2 separate regions of the Arachis hypogaea genome follow, and region 2 is linked to region 1. Evidence: chromatin contacts called from public Hi-C data. All regions are on one chromosome and are shown on one strand. The core of a region is the stretch at or near the end of the contact, and the rest is flanking DNA. Distances in the headings are between cores, read along the strand shown. Region 1 overlaps LOC112764975. Region 2 overlaps LOC112764611 (mitochondrial succinate-fumarate transporter 1).

Region 1 (3,419 bases), core at 778-3,277:
GCCATAAAAATCGATTTTGAGAAAGCTTACGATCGCATTAGTTGGAAGTTCATAAACAAAGTTTTGAGCGAGTTTGGGTTGCCGCGACATATGCTAGAAATTATTATGGCTTGTGTCACTACCGCCTCCTATCGAATTTTGTGGAATGGGTGCAAGACGGATGCTTTCCTCCCTACTCGTGACATAAGGCAATGAGACCCTATATCCCCTTACCTTTTTGTCATAACTATGGACAAGCTGTCCCAACTTATCGAAGAAAAAGTTAATATAGGAGACTGGATACCTATGAAGGCAGGACGACAGGGTCCTCATATCTCGCATCTCTTGTTTGCTGACGATCTGGTTTTATTCATGGAAGCATCCCCAGAACAGATGAGAATTGCTATGGAGAGTTTAGAGGAATTTAAAAAGGCTTCGAGCTTTAAGGTAAATCCAATGAAAACTTCAATTTATTTCTCTAAGAATGTTGATGTACGGACCAGACAAGAGATTGTTAGATTGAGTGGCTTTTCTGACGTGGAAAGTCTAGGAAGGTACTTGGGTGCCATATTTAATAATAAGAGAAAAGGAAAGAATAAATTTAAAAAGATTATTGATAGAGTGGCTGGAAAGTTGAAAGGGTGGAAAGCAAAGTGTCTTTCGTTGGGAGGTAGAATTACTTTAGTGCAGTCTGCCATAAGTCCTTCAATCAACTTTGATATGATGTACACCTCCATACCAAAGGGAGTTTGTTTGGAAATTGAAAAAATGCAGAGAAGATTTATATGGGGGGAAGAGACTAACAAGAGAAGAATACACAATGTTAACTGGGAGGTTCTATGCAAACCAAAAATAAATGGAAGAATGAGGCTTGAGGCAATGAATGAAGCTTTTCTTGTTAAACTGTTATGGCGTCTACTAAAGAATGAGAAGGTTTTATGGTCTGAGGTCCTAAGAAGTAAGTACTGAGAGAGGAAAAAATTTACTCCATGAACTTCAAATATGCTCATCAGATTCAACACTATGGAGAAGCTTGGCCAAAGTTTGGAATTGCTTGATCCAAAATACTTACATCTCTATTGGGATGGAAGAACAACTAAGCTTTGGACTGATAAATGGATAAAGGGAGCCCCCCCTTTAATCCAATGCAGGTGGATCTCAGTCTAACAGTGCGTGATGCCATCACTGCAGCAGCGGAATGGAATGTAACTTATTTGCAGAATTTTCTTACTGAAGACATCTTAAGTACCATCAGAGCAATGCCGCCAGCAATGGACTCTATGGGACAGGACATGTTAACTTGGGAGCTCACGAATGACGGAGAATTCTCAGTATCTAGCACCTATAGCGCACTAACTCAGCATGAGGAAGAGCAAAACCAAGTTTGGACCCTGATATAGAGGTGGAAAGGACCTCACAGAATAAAAGTTTTTTTTTGGATGGTGGTTCATAAGAAAATACTCACAGCAAAGAGAAGAGCAAGAATGTTCCAAACAAATCCTTCGTGCCATAAATGTGATGGTGTGAAAGAATCTGTGCTACATGTTCTCAGAGACTGTCCATGGACATCAAGAGTTTGGACAAAGCTTATTCATCCCTCCCACTACCTCTTCTTTAGAGCTCCCTTCGATTCTTGGATTCGGTGGAATCTGACTGCGGAACTGGGAAAGACCAAGAGCGATTAGATGACGCAATTTTTTGTAACTTGTTGGTGGATATGGCAGTGGAGGAACAAAGAAATCTTCACGCTTCCTTTCTGCAGACCTCAAAATGCTGACCATCTTATTCAGAAATACGTCAAGAACATAGAAGAAACCTTTGAGAGAACCAAACCCTTGAAGAATCAGCGAACGCGGGAGGAGATACATATTGGCTGGTTAAAGCCACCAGAGGGATGGTCAAAGCTCAACTCAGAGTCTCAGACGGAGCTGTGAGCTGTGAACATAGGAACATGCACCTCAATTCAAGCCGAGCAATGGGGAATATTCCATGGTGTTAAAATTGCATGGGAGTTGGGTTTAAAATTTTTGGTAGTGGAGTCAGACTCCAAGGTAGTAGTGGATATGATCAACAAGGCAAAGGATTCAACACAACACCCGGTACCTTTAATCAGAAGAATTGGTGATTATCTCAAAAGGAATTGGTGTATTCAAATTTCAAATCAAGCATATCTATCGAGAAGCAAACCAAGGAGCGGATTGGCTTGTCAAAAAGAGTTTTAATATTAATCCTGGCTTTCTTTTCATAGATCAGCCTCCGACTAAATTAAGACCAATTCTTACTAATGATTGTAGAGGGATATCTTTTCCCCGAACTGTTACTGTAGTCGCTGCTTTGTAATTCTTGGGCTTTGGCCCCATCCCAATACCAAAAAAAAAAAAGAAACCATTCTTCATCCAATTTTCTCCAATTCATTAGCAAGGTCCCTAACTCACACTATACATGCAGTAATAATAAAAAAAATCTTATGTGTATCCCAAAATCAGAAACTAGTATAAAAATATATTGAATACAAAATACATATTGAAAACGAATTAATCAACATCTGTATTTATACAGAAATACATACTAATTAATTTTAGTGGCTAATTTTGATGTACAAATAGTATTTTTGAAGAAACAATGCTCGAGTTTTCACAATAAACTGCTAAGTCAGAATCATTAACAAGGTCTCAGTCTCTAATATGATACAAAACTATATGCACAAGTTAACCTCTAATCAGATGTCAGATTCTTCAAGCTTTACGTCAGGGCTTCGAGCGCGAATAAACTCTTCGACTTTCTTGGGGACGTTTTCCGTCACTATATTCCCGCCGTTGAAGCCATTCATCAGCAACTTACCTATTTTTGACCGCCACTCGGAACTCTCCTTCTCGTTCTTCCTATCATGCACAACTCTGTCACGGTAGTTAAGCATTGTTCCCAAGCCAGTATTTGGGGTCCAACCATATTCCATCAACACCTTGGCCTCACCTTCACTCAAATGTTCACCAACCTATGTTCCAGACACAGCATTGAATAGAGCAATAATGAGTGAAAGAAAATAGAAATTCATGGTAGAAAAATTGTTCTATTCAACACTAATGAACAATGATTACTAAGGAGGTAACAATTTTCAGCCAAACATAGCTCAGCACAATCAATTTTCAGCCACCACATATCGGCGATTTCGAGCGTATAGCAAAATGGAGTATTCAAGAGGGTACATTTCACCAATAACCCCTTTGCAAATACATAAAACAAAGTCAATCGATACTAACAGTTAGGTTAAAAAACTTCTGCAGAATGGTTACATTAGGTGGCATCGAGTCATTACCACTAATTCTTTGTCCTCAATAAGGGAAATTCGGCTACAATTTGACAGTTTCATAGCAATCACCAATCGCTTGATCTGCCATTCAACAGGTAAGGAGCGTATCAACTCGAAGAAGTAGGTCGCA
Region 2 (3,248 bases), core at 668-3,167, 130 kb before region 1:
AGTACTAGTACTAAAAAAATAAGCTGCAGATATGTATAGAGATGGGTGTGTATGTATCTTGATGAGAGAGATCAAAGAATTCAAATGTTACTAACACGGAGAACCCTTCCCTCTTTTCCCCTCTCATTTTTGTTTTTCGCTAACTTCTTGTTGTCTCTAGCTCTTTCTCATGCTCTCGCATGAACTACCGGCAGATATTGTCTGTGCATTTGCCCAATGATATAAGTGCACTATTCATTCGAGGCCTAATTGCTAACCTGCACATCCTCCTTTTAATTCTTCCTATCATAGTTTTTGTGTGTTGCAAACTTGCAATGATGAGTGCATGACTAAATGATACTTTTTTTTTTGAATTTTTTTATCCTAAAGTAATTGTAACAAGGCACTTTTTTTTTCAAGAAGAAAAGAAAGTTAACATTGGTGTTGCTATTCAGCATAAGACATCACTAACATCTTTGGCATGTGGTTTCTCATGTTCATAATATGTCTTCGTGTCTTTGTAGGTTGTGAAGATTAGATTGCAGCAGCAGAGGGGTCTAAGCCCGGAGCTTTTAAAATACAAAGGTCCCGTGCATTGTGCTCGAATGATTGTGAGGGAGGAAGGCATTCTTGGGCTTTGGGCAGGGGCTGCTCCTACTGTAATGCGTAATGGGACAAATCAAGCTGCCATGTTTACTGCCAAAAATTCTTTTGATATACTTTTATGGAGCAAACATGAAGGAGATGGAAAAGTACTCCTACCATGGCAGTCTATGATTTCAGGGTTTCTTGCTGGCACCGCAGGCCCTATTTGTACTGGTCCCTTTGATGTGGTGAAAACAAGGTTGATGGCTCAGAGCCGAGAGGGGGGCGAACTGAAGTACAAGGGTATGATTCATGCCATCAGAACAATATATTCGGAGGAAGGACTTCGTGCCTTATGGAAAGGTCTGCTGCCTCGGCTCATGAGGATCCCGCCTGGCCAGGCCATTATGTGGACAGTGGCCGATCAAATAATTGGTTTGTATGAGAGGAGACATCTCAAAGTGGCAGAATTATAGGTAATGTACTAATATTTTCTTTCTTTTCCTTTTTCTTTTTGGCAATCATTAGTTTTTTAAGCCAATTTCAATGCAAGGATAGAGTTAATAATCATTTTTGTGCTCTTTCTCTAAGGCTTATTTAGTTAATTCCATTGAATTTGATGAGTGGACGATTGGGGTCCATATAAAGCTTAGTGAATAACTAGCAATTTTAGCCCGAAACAATTTTCTAAATACTTGCACTACTAGCTAGCAAGTCATTTTATGCGAAGTTGTTGTAGCAATCTGGAATAAAGTTTTCATGCTATTTTCTGGAGTGTATTTCTATTGTTTATCAGTATTAAAATCAAAAGCAGCATTTAAGAAGCTGAAGCTTTTCAATAATGTGGTGGACGATGAAATAAATAGCGCCAAAAGAGAACTATTAGCTTCCGCTAATTTCTTACCAAAGCCACTCTTTTGCAGCCTGTTTGTTTGAACCGGGAAACATTGGACTCGCCCAAATGTTCCACCAACACCGCAATAAAGCATTACAATCTTCTTTCAATACTAAACACTCTTGAATCTTGATACGTACAAGCATAAAATTATAATTGTTATTAATTAATTTTGTATTTTGGGGGTTTTCAAATTTCATCTTGTACATACAACATTCTATTGGTCTTTTAACTGGAGTTCAGATCAGTTTAGGAAATACCGTGAAAAATAAAAATAAAATGTATTTAACTAAAAATAGCGTTAAAATGTTTTTTTTTTTTGGTATTAACTAAAAATCGTGTTATTTTGGGCCTCAACATTATTTTCCTATTATGATGCCCAAAAACAATATGGATTATGGACTCATTAGAGATTAACTGACGTGGGGTTAGCTCATTAGATGGAGAAATCAAAACTAAATTTTCAAAGGATTGAGGAAATATGTCAAAAACCGAGAACAAAAAATAAGCCTTCACCAAGCAGGCTTTGTTTAAACATTTAAGTCATATTTCTTTGCATCATATGCAATTTTTTTCGCCAACCAAAAACTAATTCTTGAATTTTGAAATGAACCGGCCACCAATTTTATTTTACTTTTCATCTTTTTAAAAGAGAGAAATAAAACAAAATAATTCGGTAAACTATATTTAACTTTATTTGTGTAAACTATATCTAAATTTTATTCATACAATTTAATTTAAATTAATAATACATAAAAATATTTGTTTAGAATGAAAGAACATTAAATTCCTTTAAGTTTGACTTAGTTGTTTTGCTTTATTTTATTTATTTATTTTTTTTTTTTGGATCTACGACTTAGGTTATGTCAAAAGCAGGTCGTCTGAAAGAGGGAAAAGTTTGAACATGGTGTGTTAAAGTGATCATAATATTTTTAACTTTTTTTTTTTTTTAACTCCGGTTCAAACTTGAAAAGGTTTATTATCCGCTAAAATTCTATGCATGGAGCTTTTAATATAAAAGAATTTTTTTTTTATATATAATTTACTTTTTCTGGTCAATGAGTTGGTAGGTGTTTTGACTATTTTCCATTCCAAACACATTTAATGTAAATGAAGAATAAGTTTATAAACCAGACGCTTGGTGAAAAAGATGGGGGATCAACCCCTGCCAAAAGAAAAATAAAAAATATTATTTATACACTAAAATTAATTATTATATATTTGTATATAACTATATATATTAATTAATTTATTTTTAATGTATATTTTATATTGTAATATATATTTTATACAAATAATTAATTTTAGTGTACATCTATCACAGTTGTAAAATACATTCTAATAAATTAGTGTTTGAAAATAATAAACCGAAATATCTTAGCTATACATTTGGGTTTGGCAAGACTTTTAGAGTATCTAATCAATCGTTTTCTCTAGTGAACATATGATGCTAGCGTTTCTTCTGACTAATGAATTTAGAATTGTTGCACTTATTATTGTCTGAAAATATTATTGGATGCAATGTTTTGACACAAGTCACACTGCAACAATTCGAAGAAAATATATATGCATGCAAATGCAATGCATAGGATTTTTATGAAGTACATCACGTTAAAGTGAAGGAAAAGTATAGGTAACCAACAATACTTTTGAATAATATGTGAATAATATGAATTAATAAGATTAAAAGAGTAAATTAATCTTAAATTTAATTAATAAATTAAATTAATCTTTTTGAAAATTTCTCGTACCACTATCTTAGTTCTGCTTTGAGAATTTGTGGTGTTTA

What was found. Hi-C and Micro-C count contacts between places; a contact is called where the count stands out from the background.
Region 2: a contact with region 1 is called in a Hi-C map of leaf, with 4 times the contacts expected there. The contact joins two enhancer-like sites. A contact is called at or near these places in 3 of 8 Hi-C or Micro-C datasets (leaf and an unstated tissue).

Annotation. Positions count from the first base shown.
Region 1 is chr17:16,202,064-16,205,482 of arahy.Tifrunner.gnm2.J5K5, reverse strand. It overlaps LOC112764975, which reads right to left. Exons shown (of 11, transcript XM_025810831.3): 10 at 3,296-3,419; 11 at 2,470-2,974. The coding sequence ends at 2,699. Among protein-coding and RNA genes, the nearest start is that of LOC112764975, 7.4 kb to the right of the region's middle. Within about 2 kb of position 2,027, at least 2 of the 3 cell types and tissues checked have open chromatin away from gene starts, as enhancers often do.
Region 2 is chr17:16,334,485-16,337,732 of arahy.Tifrunner.gnm2.J5K5, reverse strand. LOC112764611 (mitochondrial succinate-fumarate transporter 1) reads left to right here. Exons shown (of 3, transcript XM_025810298.2): 3 at 504-1,329. The coding sequence ends at 1,040. Among protein-coding and RNA genes, the nearest start is that of LOC112764611, 9.6 kb to the left of the region's middle. Within about 2 kb of position 1,917, at least 1 of the 3 cell types and tissues checked has open chromatin away from gene starts, as enhancers often do.